Regions from separate parts of the Mus musculus genome. Here region 2 is linked to region 1. The links are chromatin contacts, called in public HiChIP or PLAC-seq maps. All regions are on one chromosome and are shown on one strand. The core of a region is the stretch at or near the end of the contact, and the rest is flanking DNA. Distances in the headings are between cores, read along the strand shown. Region 1 has its middle 5.3 kb from the start of Gm3363. Region 2 overlaps Pip4k2a (phosphatidylinositol-5-phosphate 4-kinase, type II, alpha).

What was found. HiChIP or PLAC-seq counts read pairs in DNA pulled down with a chosen protein or histone mark.
Region 2: a contact with region 1 is called in a FOXA1 HiChIP or PLAC-seq map of pancreatic cancer cells. The contact joins two enhancer-like sites. A contact is called at or near these places in 1 of 484 Hi-C or Micro-C datasets (CD4 T cells) and 3 of 115 datasets of contacts at active chromatin or transcription factors (bone marrow-derived macrophages, memory CD8 T cells and pancreatic cancer cells).

The regions. Positions count from the first base shown.
Region 1 is chr2:18,762,580-18,769,768 of GRCm38.p6, forward strand. No RefSeq gene overlaps it. Among named protein-coding and RNA genes, the nearest start is that of Gm3363, 5.3 kb to the left of the region's middle. Within about 2 kb of position 4,547, at least 399 of the 459 cell types and tissues checked have an H3K27ac peak or open chromatin away from gene starts, as enhancers often do. A contact at or near this core is called in memory CD8 T cells, where this site is marked.
Region 2 is chr2:18,940,695-18,947,883 of GRCm38.p6, forward strand. The region is part of intron 1 of Pip4k2a (phosphatidylinositol-5-phosphate 4-kinase, type II, alpha); the gene reads right to left. Among named protein-coding and RNA genes, the nearest start is that of Pip4k2a, 54 kb to the right of the region's middle. Within about 2 kb of position 3,392, at least 48 of the 459 cell types and tissues checked have an H3K27ac peak or open chromatin away from gene starts, as enhancers often do. A contact at or near this core is called in memory CD8 T cells, where this site is marked.

The sequences.
Region 1 (7,189 bases), core at 3,297-5,796:
ATTATTCATGATCAGATCTATCCTGGTTACTCTGTTTTTTTCCTTCAGATAGTTATTGTTTCAATTCAAACCTGTCCCACTGGATTTTTTGGTTAAAATTGCAAATATTTACCTAGGAGCATATACATCTTAACCTATTCATAACTTTGCCTCCCTTTCCTTTGTGGGTATAGATCTCTTTCAGTTTTTGCCAACATTATTTATGTGTAAATAGGATCATTTTATTATTTTGCATAGAATCTTTTTAAGCAGTTAATTGGTAAATTACTGGAAAACCTTTTTATATGTAACACACATATATATACATATATATACACACATACATAAATGCATATACTTAGATATATATGTATCTATGTATATGGTGTATGTTTGCATTCTATGTGGGTGTGCATTTGTATAGATGTACACACCTGTGTATACACCCCTAGAGGCTAGAGGAGGATGGTGGTCGGCTGTCCCATTCTATAACCCTATCTTATTTCTTTCCATGGAGTCTTTCACTGAACCTGAAGCCTGCTGGTTTAGATAGGCTGGCTGGCTAAAAATGCTCCTAGATTCTGCCCATGTCTGCTTTCGGTGCTGCAGTTACATGAGTACACACACACACACACACACACACACACACACACACCTGGCTTTTTTACCTGGGTGCTGGAGATTCAGACTCAGGTTCCCATATTTACACCGCAAACACTTTTATCCACTAAAACTGTCTCTCAAGCCTCTCTTCAATATTCTACAGTAGCTTTTCAACTAGGTTTCTAAGATTTTTATAGGCAAAAGAATGACCTACAAATAAAAGCATTTCCCCATCGCTTTGACATAGTCTCCCTGATATTTACATTCTATCTTTTTAGGTATTTCAACATAAATTTAAATAACAGTGATAACAGGTATCCTCATATTTGATTTTAATGAAAATGCTTCTATGGTTCTATAATTAAGTATAAAAATTTTAAGACGAGAACAGAAGTAGAGGAAAGAATAAAATGGCACTCGTCCGTCCACCACCTTCAAACCTTCCACATGTTTTTTGCATATACTTTCAAATTGATACAAATTCTACCCTTCTGGATAAAGGCTTAGAAATACATACTCAGATACTGAAATTTATTTTCATTACTAGGCATCAATCTAACTAATAGGTAAAAACATTCAATGATGTCTTCTCCTAAATAATAAGCAAAGACATTCCACTGCTATGTGATGGCAGAATACTGGATAACGGTCTAATTGGTTACCAATTAGGGAGTGAAAAATTGTGATTCATTCATGTAACTGTACTCAAAAATATAATTACATAGTAATTATAATTAATAATTAATTATAATTAAGGTAATTTTAAAACATACTCCTTATCACTGCTGTCTCCTTTGTGTTTTGTAGTTTTATTTATGCTCTGTATATTTCATTAAATAAAAAATTCAGGGATTTCTCCTCCTTGACCTTTCTTTTTGAATTGATCCATTTTATTGGTCTCTATCTAATTCATCCATTTCTCATGCAATCATTCTTCAGTCCTTTCTTGACGACAATGACGACGATGATGGTGGTGATGATGATGATGATGGTGGTGGTTTGGTTGTTGTGTTTTATGTGCTGCTCAGTTCACTCAATTTCCTTCCTTCTCATTGAAATCTCACCTGTTAAACAATGCCGGTAAGCTAGCTGTGGTTGCAAGTGACCTTCAGATATTTCTAACAGTTTGATCTGCTCGGGGGGGGGGGGTGGAGATTTGTTAACACTGAACATGTCATTTAAAATAATGTGACTCAGACACTAGTGGCATAAGAATTCTAAAAGTGTTTGAGTAATGGGACACAATTGCGGCCAGCTTTTGACCTACTACTGAGGCCAGTGCCTATTTTGTAAGTATAAAACTGCATGGTTGCTGAACACTGTCTATACTCATAAATTTGGGAAGAACTAGCAGCCATAAATTAAGGAGATACTCTTCTGTTCCTTTATTAAGATAACGTTTGATATTGCATAGATATGAATAACCTAAGATATCCCTAAATGTCTTTTTCTTTCTTTGAAAATGTACACATTATCTGTACAGCCTCGCTTCATTTTTTGTCATAATTAAATTCAGATGGGATGGCTTTCAAGTGCAAATATTAAAAATTGTAAACACAATAAGAGAAAAAGTTTTCATTGCAAACACCAATTCACTAGCTACAGATGTAGATGAAAGCAGATTATGTATTTTAAGTGGCTTTCAAGGCTAGAATTTTAAGCAGTAAACTGCAATAGAAAAGCAAGTTTGCAGGTATGTGATCTTTACCAAGGCCTGCAGCAGAAATCATTACATTCATGTGTTTGCAGATTATGTAACAGGTTTTAAGTGGCCAAGAGAGGGAGGATTTTGTGGTTAGAAAAGTGGAAATGTTCTATTTAACATCTGACCCTACTGAGTCCCATCTCGAATTACTGTTGATCAAATTACAGATGATTGGCAAGCCAGGTGGGAGGCAGAATGTGTCTGATGAATCTTCAATAAACATGTTGCCACAAACCTGTGCAATTATTATTAAAATCATGAACCTAATGCTCTTATATTTAAAATAGTGTCAAGAAAAATTGTTTTGCAAAGCACTGTGAGCTAGAGGTTGCGGTAAAAGGCTCATAATTTATCTTCTCCTAGTGATTTTAGAACAAGCAAAACAGCTTTGTGAAGATGCACTAAAACATATAATTAGAGATCCAGATTAACAGTTTTATAAGCATAATTGAAAGTATTTTTGTTTTACACAAACATGCATCTCAACTTTTCATACTTCCAAATGTTGAAAGCATGTAAGAGCCTATGATCTAGGAATTAGCTTGTATGAGGAAACACCAATTGAAACCAAATAAATAGAAGCCCAAACTTTTATCTCTCTCCCAAGCCCAAATATTTGGCAATGATTCTCAACCGATTGCCTTCTAAACTAGCACTTTAATGAGACAGTAATCCAGAGCCAAAACAGAGAGAGAAAAAAAAAAGTTTGTCATGGTTGTGAAATCTTTAGGAAAGTATACGTAACACCCAAACACTGCCAAAGAAAAGCTAACCTTGAGGGCAATTTTAAGTGTTAAGATTTGATGAGAAGATGGAATCCCAGGGCATCAAGAGCAAGGAGAAACAGAAAGGAAAACAGATACAAAGTAGCACGTTAGTGAACACTTGTGAGAAAGTACTGCTGACTGTTCCTAAACAGAAAGGAAAACAAATACAAAGTAGCACGTTAGTGAACACTTATGAGAAAGTACAGCTGACTGTTCCTAAACAGAAAGGAAAACAGATACAAAGTAGCACGTTAGTGAACACGTATGAGAAAGTGTAGCTGACTGTTCGTTCTGCAGCTTTCAGGCAAAGCTCAAGCCTTGGGAGTGTCCGTGGTAGAGACTGATATGCCGGGTAGTGTTTGTTTTCTGCCTCTGTGAAGGTTTGTCTCATACTGTTCTAACTCACCTTGCGCTGGGACCTTGGGCAGATAGAGGCAGAACATTCCACCATCAGGGCCCCTATAAGGAAGCAGGGTTGAATCTTTACCCTCATTTGTTGGGGGTTATCTGTCAGGGAGGGAACAGGAGTGGAACCCTCCGCAGAAAGGCCAGCCCTGGACACCACGAAGCAGAGGTGGTGGTGAGGTTGGTGGGGCTAAGTAAATCTGGAGAAGTACATCAATTGCTCTGGGTGTTCTTTAGGCAACAACATTGCCATATTGTTCTTTAGGATATTTTCTTTCTATTGTTGGAGTGAATCTACTCTTAGAGGACTTAGTTCTGAGAAGGATGCTTTTAAGGCTCATGTAAATTTCCTAAGCAGTAAATATTTTTTTCCTATCAGCTTGTCTCTCAGTCACCTACCCCCTAGCAGCAGCTTCTCCCCCAAAACAGACACCCTACTTCGGCCAACTTTTGAGGACATTATTTTACTTACAGTTTGAGCAGAATAAACTTTATATACCTTTAGATTACACTTCTGTGAATTGTGGCAACTGTGATGTAATCACCACTGCTTTTGAGCTATAAAGTTATTGTCCAGCCTGCAGTGTACTACTTTCGTTTTCTGGCCAGGCAAAGGCTTTGTTTACAGCTTTTAAACATGGACTCTAGTTGGTCGTGATCTTTTCTGCGATTTTCCTCATGTTATGTTTTCAGATCCTTGTGAGTTGTTACCTGTATTAACACTGAGTTAATGCTAGGTTCCTTCTTGAGGGTGTGATGTGCTTTTAGACAGTGTTACCTGCATTATCCTCATTACTCCTCACCATCCTGACCAGAACAGCACTCCACTGACCAGAACAGACACTGGTAAAACCTGCTCCCTGGAAGTGGGCGCAATCACCCTCGGATGCAATCCAGGCCCAGAACGTCCCCGAAGCTGGAGCTGGGCGGCCGCTGGGCCACTGGAGTGCGCAGATGACGGATCCTCAGGCTCACAGAAGGTAGAATCCTGGCCAGAAAATAACCCGAACTCGGTCTAAGGCAGCGGTTCCGGGAGCAGCATGCTTATAAGAGCAAGGACAAACCGCACTACACCCGGCGTTTCCCTCCGCGCGCGGACGGCTCTACTTCCCGGCTGGGCGCTTGGCTCGGGGATCGTGGGGCTCGTAAGCTCTCCGTGGGCGCCTTTCCCGATGTCGTCGCTGGGCTTCCCGGGAGCAGGGGTGGCCGCGCTGCCGCCGCGCGCTGCACAGAGCTGACCTTGTTCTGCGCGGTGTCTGCTTGAATGGCGTCGGGAGTTGGGGTCGGGACGCGTGGGCCCAAGGCGCCCCGGCCTGCCATCCCCTCGGGCCCCGCAGCGGACTTTCGTTTTGTGCTGAGCGCCAGGGCATTGTTCCCCTACTCATGGACTCACCGGGTGGCTTTGTCTGTCGGCCTTCCTGGGGCGGAAGGAGGGCAAAGGCTGGGGCGTGGATTTGGATTGTGCACCACCTTCTCCTTTAGCTTTGAGCCACTGGCCGTTGTCCCCTTTAGGGTTTTGATCTTTGGGTTTTATTGTTTTCTTGTGCTCAAAATTGCGTACAGAAGCTAGTTTTCTGGCTCTTTGCACCATCATCTTGTGTTAGGAGAAAGGAAAGAAAGGAAGGAAGGAGGGAAGGAAGGAAGGGAAGGAAAGGAGGGAGGGAGGGAAGGAAGAAAGAAAGAAAAGAAAAGAAAAGAAAAGAAAAGAAAAGAAAAGGAGGAAAAGAAAGGAAAGGAAAGGAAAGGAAAAAGAAGAGAGGAGAGGAGGGGAGAGGAGGAGAGGGGAGGGGAGGGGAGAGGAGGGGAGGGGAGGGGAGGGGAGGGGAGAGGAGGAGAGGGGATGGGGAGAAGGAGAGGAGAGGAGGAGAGGGGAGGGGGAGAGGAGAGGAGAGGAGGAGAAGAGGAGAGGAGAGGAGAGGAGAGGAGAGGAGAGGAGAGGAGAGGAGAGGAGAGGAGAGGAGAGGAGAGGAGAGGAGAGGAGAAGAGAAGAGAAGAGAAGAGAAGAGAAGAGAAGAGAAGAGAAGAGAAGAGAAGAGAAGAGAAGAGAAGAGAAGAGAAGAGAAGAGAAGAGAAAAAAGAATATGAGGCCTCCTCGGGATGGTGTGCAACCCTTGGCAGAAGCAATGTGACCTCGGGGCCTAGGGGAGGGAATTGACCTGTGTTAGAATTAGGGTTAGGGGTCCTATGATTTAAGACTATCCAAAGCAAACGTGGGAAGAAACTGAAGTCTAAGAAGTCATCATCTATTTGTTCATACAACCTGTCAGGAATGAGAAAACAAATAAGTAATAGCAAATAAATAATACCAGCAAGGCGGAATGTGAGCTCAAGGCTGGCTTTAGAACTACTTTTCGCCAATTACCTCCCACAGTCATGACATTTTAAACCTTTTGCATACAGTTTATGTATTTGCTTATTGGTTTCTCTCCTTCCTGTAAACCTACTAAAAAAAAAAAAAACAAAACAACAACAACAACAACAAAAAAACACAGGAGTTCACTTTTTTTCCCTGGAGCCTAGTATGTTATTTGGCAATATATACAGCATTGCAGATATTTACTGAATCAGCAAGTTAAAAAAAAAAAAGCATTACTTAAAGGTCCTGTGAGTTGAGGATAAACATACCACAGGACACAAGGAAAATGGTTCTTAACTCGCTTTTACTTTTTGACTCAAGAACTCATAAGGAAGAAAAAGATCTCTTTCCTCTCTTCTTCTTCTCAGTCTAGGGACTCTGATGTGAACTCACCTAACGTGCACAAGGAAAATGGAAGCCCACACTGTTCTTCACTGATGTGCAGTTACAGAGTTCCCTCCAGTCTGTGGCACTGCCAGGAGTGTTCATGGCCAGCCACTGTGAGTCTTTGAAGAGTACCTAGACAACATTATACACTCTTAAAGACACACCTGGAGGGTTGGAAACTGGGCGAACCTCCCTAGTTTAGAGAAAAATGATATGAAGTACTTAAGTGGGATCCCCTCCCCCCATCTCAGACAAGCCAGCTACCCACAAGGAATTCTCCTGTATCAATTTGTATTTCTTTGGAAGTTTTGGTTAGGCAAAGTCTGCAGCTTGGCTGGACAGGCTTGTAATTCCTATCAGACCATCTCTCCATAAGAAGTAAATTTAAGATTTCATGTATTAATGTTACGATCATTCCAGTAATTATGGCACCCTAATATGGAACACTAGAGACATCTTTTGAGGTCACGCTTTCAAGTGTATCTAACCAGTGAACTATGTAACCAGTGAACATCCAGTAGTGTCAGGGACTGTCACTGGTGCCACAGGTACAGCAGGGAGCAAACAAAGGTCTCCCTGCTCTCCAACAGCATTGCATTATCACTGTGCTTTTTCTCTATTTTAATCATTAATTTGCCATCTGCCTTCTTGACTAGCTGGGCCTCTTCACTAGGTTTTTTTTCCCCTTTCCTATTTCCTGTCTCTCAATTCATTCAGAATATAAATTTATGAAATAAAATGTGATGGAGGGATGGCTCATCAGTTAAGAGTAATGACTGCTCTTCCAGAGGTCCTGGGTTCAATTCTCAGCAACCACATGGTGGCTCACAACCATCTGTAATGGGATCTGATGCTCTCTTCTGGTGTGTCTTAAGACAATGACAATGTACTCATAATAAATAAATAAATCTTTTTAAAAAAGAATGTATAACATCATGAGAAAATGTTTAATAAAATAGTGGTAGGAGAAAAAATTGTGATGAAATA
Region 2 (7,189 bases), core at 2,142-4,641, 180 kb after region 1:
TTATGTTAAATAAAAATTCCAACTAAAAACAAAAAAAAACATGTCCCAGCAAGGACCATCCCTGGGGTTGTAAATTAAGCTCAGGGCCATTGCACGGACATTTCTGTTTGCCGGAAGAGATAAGAAGGAACGCACGGAAAGGGGAAAGCCTCAGCCATCGGAGCGGGTGATAAGGAATGAAGGAAGTCAAAAGATCAAATTCTCCATCCCGAGGGAAGCCATTTCCTTCCCTTGGTCCCAGCCCTCCACTGAGGACCCCTCAGCCCCCAGGCCACAGTGATGAGAACATCTGCTCTTGAGCTCCTACACAGCTCTTTCTGATCTCCCTTCGGCAGCACTGGCTGTCAGGTCACCTTCTTCTCTTGCATTACATGCCACAGATACAACTGTCCACAGTGAAAGGAAGGGACAGGAACGCAACTGGGCCCTGTCGCCCACAGTCCAGTGGGTTACAGCACCATGTGGTGATCTTGCCCCAAGATCATGTGTTACGGAAATTTTCACCCAGACTGGCTCTTGTTGGTTTGACATTTCCAGTGTCTGGCTTTGAGACGAGGTCTCACTACTGTGCCATGACTGGTTTCGAATCTGTGTCTCCAGAACGCTATTGTACCAGCCTCCCAAGTGCTGTGATTGCAGCTAAGCTCCACAGCACCAGACTCACCTGAATTCCCAAGATCTGTGGGTCAGAATTCACATGAAGGGGAAACAGCTGTGGTTTCAGAGGTGCCCAAGAAGCACCTCTGAAGCAACTCTGAAGAAGCAACTGGCTTCTGGGTGAGTGAGACGGTGTTCCCGCCTGCTGCCCAGCCATGATATAATAATAAGCAGGAAGGGAAACCCCACAGTGAGGGTTTCTGGAATGGTAAATGATTTTGCTGGGCACAGATGCCCAAGGCCATTAATAATTCCAACTTAATTGTGAAAACAGATGCTATAGTAAAATTTTCAGGAAAACTGAATCGCATAATTATTTCCAGAGAGGCTAGGACAATGTTCCTGGAGAATGAATGACTTTATTTCCTCGAGGCTGGTCACTCCACCCTTACTGAGCTTTGTCCTGGGAGAGGATTAATTCTTAAGAAAATGGAAAACTCAGCGCTCACTTTCAAAAACATAATGGGGAAGGAGAAAGGTGTGAGAACACAGAGTCTGGGGGCAGACAATAATCCCAAAATGAGACTCCTTAACATTATCTAAGAATGGTTTCTTAACCCGAGCCTAAATGAAAAGGTTTTATTTCATTATTTATTTGTGTTGAAGGCAAGGTCTATGTAGCCCAGGCTGGCCTATAACTGGCCTTTGCATCCCTCATATGCCACCATTATAAAAGGTAGCGGGAATGGAGGTCGCTTATGAGACTGAACAGAATTGGTTGTGTCTAAGAAGCAAACTCTTGCAAGTTTTAAAGCATCCATGGGTGGTTAGGCATGTAATTTCCAGCAGGATGCGACCTTCCTGCTTGCTCTGCCCAAGCCTTTCCTCAGAAGTGAGGCAGCAAGGGTGAGATTTTTCAGACCACAATGCAGTATCTTTTCATCTTTTCTAACAAGATCCCACTATGTAGTTAGGCTGTAGATAGGCCTCATGAGGTAGCCCAGGCTGTCCTTGAACTTGCAATCCCACATGCTCTGGTCAGTCTTCCTGATTTTAATTGGGAATTATAATGTGGTATCACAAGGTATTATAGGAGATTTGAAAGAAAGCTTGTGGGGTGACATCTGTCAAATCTAAATAAATGTATGGCAAACGTGGATCATGGGGTCTACTAGAGGAAAATACAGAAACAGAAGAGAGCTAGTGCCTCAACGGAGAGAAGAAAGGATGACAGGTTTGGGGATAGGGGCAAGGAGGGAGGTACCTACCAAGTGGAAAGTAAAGCCTGGATCAATACTGATAATGGTTCCAGAGATTCTCAGGGACGCCTAAGTTCTTATTTCAATACACAAGTCACTGCTTCCGTGTGTCCACATGGAGATTTTCTAGGCTAAAACCTCACTTGTGACAGTTGCCGTGCCTTCTAGACCCGGCCCTGTAGAAGCCTAATGTTCCAGGCTTCTAATGCAGGCTGATCTTTTCACAGGTTCACAGCTGCGTGGTCTTTGTTTTGTTCGAAAATGCAGGTAAAATATAAAGAGCAGAAGTGACTGCTTATCTTCTGGGTGTATTTGTTTCTAGGCTTTGGCACCTTTAAGAAGTCTACAGATGGCTGAACTCATGTTGTAAGCAATTCTGTAGCTTGGTTTATCTCCTTGAAAACTTTCTCCAAAACGTGGAAATGAGTGGGTGCTCAGCAATCATTTATGAAACATAAACAAGACTGGGTGGGCAGGAAATATCCCAGCATGCATCTGTACCTCGTACTTACTTACAGGTGGACTACAGTTACACCACTCCCCAGCCATTCCAATGGGACATTATTTTAAGTCAAGAATTCTGGTTTTTTTTTTTTTTTGGCTCCTCTGCTGGTCTTAAGGGCACAGTCTTTTTTTTTTTTTTTATGTAGTGTTGCAGTGTTCCACTGGAAAGTTCCATGGGAGGGGTCACAAGGGGCTGCAAGAGACATCATCAATTCTGACACCAAGTGATGGGTGTTACCCTCCTGGGAGAGCCAAACCAAAAGTACATCTATCTTCTCTATGAACTGCTGATCCTCAATGAGTGCGGCCCTCTTTGCACCTAGTGTGTGCTATGTCATGTTCTGTTTTGACACTGTGTTCTTCTCTTGGATCCCAACTGCTAGACCCCAGCTATTCTCCTTGGCACCTCCTCAGCTAAGAAAACAGCTTCCCACAGTCTGACCTGGTGCATCAGGCCCTTTCTGATTCCTGACCCAGCCGAGCCCCAGAGCTGGAACTTGACCTGTGTCCAGAAAACAAGCACCCCTGCCCACCAAGAACATGGTGGTTGCTTCTGCGACTGACATAAAATCCAACTGGGCCAGCTACTGTCAGGCCTAAGGTCTGGATTCCCACAGTTAAGGGAAGCAGCTCTGCCCTGCTCGACTCAGTGATGGGAAAGGAAATGCCGGGCTTCTGGGTTATCTTGATATTTCAAGGGCAAAGACAAATGGAGCATAGAACACAGGGCAAAAGGGGCAGCTTGAAGCCGGCAAAAGCTGCCCATGGGAGCCTCTGGCTGCAGCAACACCTGGACTTCCCTTTCTGATTAAAACAGTTAATTTTCTGTCACTTGCAAACTTGATTTTGAAAACAGAGTCCCAAATGACTTGCCTGATCAAGTGTACACTGGCTCCAGGGTCAGATTTTATTTTGTTCTGAATCTGCCCTAACGCACAAGATGGTGCGTGGCATGGCACACAGTGATTGTCACTTTGCATTGGAACACAGCACTCTCTTAAGCAGCAACTGACTGTGCCCTCTGAGAGACAATCCTGTAGGCAGTACAGCACTTCCTGCCTCTGTGACAGGAAGCATCACCTCCAGATGTCCCCAAAGAAGGTCTGGGCACCATCCCAAAACAGTTAGGACAATGATGAATTTTAGGAATGGAGCCACCCATGTTTCCTCTGTCCTTTGTATTTGAAGGGGCTCATACCAGACTTTACAGGAACTTCATAAAGTCTGTAGTTTTGCTTTTGTAAACTTCTGACAATTCCTCCAAAAGCAACTTTAGATTTTTCTCTTTGTCCACACGAGCTCCAAAGGGCTTTTACTCTCCCTAGTCCAGAGCAAAGACAAAGATAAACCAAGAGAAATAAAAACTAAAACCAATTTTGATGAAAAGCTCATTAACACTGGTATCTTTTTTCTCAAAAGAAAAATGTTTTTTCTTTATTTCCCCCCTTCCTTTTCCTGGTGCATGGTAACTACTATTACTACTACCAATAGAGTGGATGCACCCAGGCTAAATTTTACCTTCAGTATTTTGGGGTGGATATGGATATATAAATGAGTGTTATTTAAAAACTAATTTTTTCAGCTGGCTTTAGAAATAGGGCTTACCTATTTTGGAGGACTACAACCTCTCCTGAGGTTACTATTACACAAATAATGTGGCAGCAGAGGTACCGACAGAACAAGAAACAGGCAATGTGTTCCTGAGCAACCTCTGAATAAACCACGCAAGTGCTTTGCTCACACCACAAGAGAACTGTTTCCTAAAACTTGCTGTGTTGATTGAAGAATTAAACATTGGAAGCTTTGCTCTTTGAGATGTGGAGGCACAGGCCATGCCCATGACAAGTTGCTCTGGAAAAACACTGCCAAGTAGAAAACATAAGTTACAGAAAGTCAAAGATGCTGGAGGTGACATAAGGTAGCAAAAAAATAAAAAAGTAAAAAATAAAAAATAAAAAAAGATACTAGGCCAGCATTTTCACCCCTGGATATAAACATTTTGCAAAATAATACTTTTGACATCTGAACTACAAGTCTGATGAAGAAGCCAACCATGGTTAGTAATGTTTTATGTGCATTAACAGAAATCTGAAAACTTAAAAAATGCAAATTAAAGCAATGCCAATAAATTCAAAACAATAGTTAGAATATAAGATTTAACCTACCGAAAGACTAAAATATATGGATAGTGAGTTTAAGATCAGCAGTTAGAGGAAATGTTCGAATTTTTGATTTTAAACAAATGAACAATGATTATCCTCTCTGGCCACATCAAGCCTGTGGTACTACATAGTTGCTACCCAGCTGTAGACCCAGCGGTCTCTTTATCATAAGCCCAGAAATGCCACAGGTGTTTTACATACATTTTCCCTGGAAGTCTGCAGGAGAATCTCATTATAGGTGGATTTTTTTTATCTTCATTTTACAGAAGACAAAATTGAGCTCAGAGAAGTTCAATAACTCACTGAGGTCATAGTTAATCCTCTGAATATTGGACAATCTAGCACTGAGCTTTTAATATCCTCTCCATAAGGGCTCCATAATGTCCTTAAGTAAGTTTCCAGGCCTTCTAAGCTCCCAGGGACAGCTCATGCCTGACATGAGAGTCCAAGAAACGTGGAGCCATGCCTCAGATCCCTCCCTCCCATGCACAGAGGGGTGATGGGCAAGCTCTGCCCATTCTGGCTATGAAACTATTTATTCAGTTTCCATAAAGGACAGATCTGGTTCTAGAGGCTGTTTGCAGGGCTGGCCATGAGCTGCCTTAGAAAGCTTTCTCCCTGACTTACATCCCTGCCACCCAAGAGAGTCCTCAGCCCTGTGGCTGCAAGGTCTCAGACACTATCCTGACTCTCCTTTAAGGTCAGCCTCCCAGACATTAGCTCCTAGGGAGGCATGAATGTGTCTCCTGCACTCCTATGACTCCGGCACCTACTCCTTGCCACAATGCCAGGTACGTAATCAGGATTCCAAAATAATGTTTAGTGGATCAAAACTTTCTGTTTTGAAAGGCACGCAGGAAATTAGATTAGAGAAAAGATCTTTGTCTTCTGTGACTCACAAGATCCTACTGAACAAATACCAGGTCTATCTCATTCTGCATGAGAGATAAGTTCCTAAAAGGTAATGAATGAATTTTGTGAGCTAAGCCAACCTTGTGGTAACTCCCATTAATTTCACCTTTATTTCAGCTGTAGCACTTCATCATCTGTGTGGCCACTCCTTTGTCATACCAATATACTATATGTATGTATGTATATATATATATATATATATATATATATATATATACACACACACACACACACACACAAGCCAAAAAATCTATGATAGCATGCAGTGATTATCTTGACTTTCACATTCAATGGGTAGAGAGATGACATCATTCGCATTTGTGTGTATTTAAGAGTGGACGCCAATGTAAACTCTGAACTTGGGGTGGTAGGTGTCAATGTAGAATCATTGATTTTTTTTTTCCCCACTGTGCTGTGGGAAATAGAAGAGAGGAAACCTGTGGAGGAGGTTGGATAGGAGACAAAGAAATTCTTCATTCTCTTTATCAATTTCATTGTGACCCTAAGGTGACTCTCAGAAATAAAGTTTGGAGGGCCAAGGGACAGGAACCATCTTGGTTACTATCTTACTGAGAGTTGAGTGTTGAACCTTCGTCCTTAGTCATCCTTGCAAACCACATTCAACAAAGATGTGGTTATCTACAAACACTACAAACTAATCATGGAGTTTTGCTGTGACTGGTACATTCTTCCTGAAAAATTCATCTTGTTCTCTGGCCATGGGTATTATACCTGTCCAGACACATTTTCCAAAGAGGTAGGAAGAATCAAAGCCATGCGCCATGATGTTGCTAAAGACAGAAAAGAAACATGTGGCACGTGAAGGCCAGCAAAGGGAAGCATTCTAGGAGATGACCCTCTCTCCTCCCTCCAGGATAATGGCAGGAGCACAGGATGGCTGCAGAGCTCACACGTGAGCCTCTCCCAAATGCTCCTTATAACAGAGATCACACCACCTCTCAAGTGCTGCTGCACTGTCTTCATACCTCATGCTAACAGTGTGGTCGAAGCTGGTGCACACCTGAGGTGTGCATTTTAAAAACATAAGCTCCCCGGAGGACAAAGGACTCCCTTGTTATTGCTTTGCATTCCTTTGATGCAACTAACGATGCTCAAATGGGTTATGGTGAGTGAACCTGTGCCTTTCACTGTTTGGAGGCAGGAAGCTGCAGGTGCTGGCTCAAGTGAATTCCAGTGAGGAGCAGAGAAAGGGGGCAGAGAAAACAGTGTGACTCTGAGAAATGAGGACAGAGAAAGTGACAGACGGAAGTCTGAGGAACTCGGCCAGACACCAAATTTGTAAGAATTAAAATTCCCTACCTAAAAAACACAGTAGCCTTCGGGGTTTATTACAAACTTATTGAAAAGGTGAAGCCAAGAAATGGCTAGAGGAAGACCCAAAGAAAACCCACAGTTCATGTCCCAGAGAGAAGAGGTTGGCACCTCAACCCTGGGCTGGCTCCACCGGCCTCACATGCCCCAATTCATGCTGCAAACGCCATTAGCTTAATGGAGGTGCCAACATTTCTCTATTAGACTAAATTCTGCTATCAGCTACACCTACAGTCCCACATTTTAAACCCTCTGTGGAAACCTTTTCCTAAATAACTCAAAGAACCAAGTGCCTTCCACTTTTCTCTCTGGCTTGATCCAGAATTTCTAAGAGAGTCTGCCGAATGCTGGAAATAGTTTCTGAAGTGTTGGGTTGTAAGCATTCCAAAGGGCAGCCTCAATTTGCCATTTGTGTGCATGCCA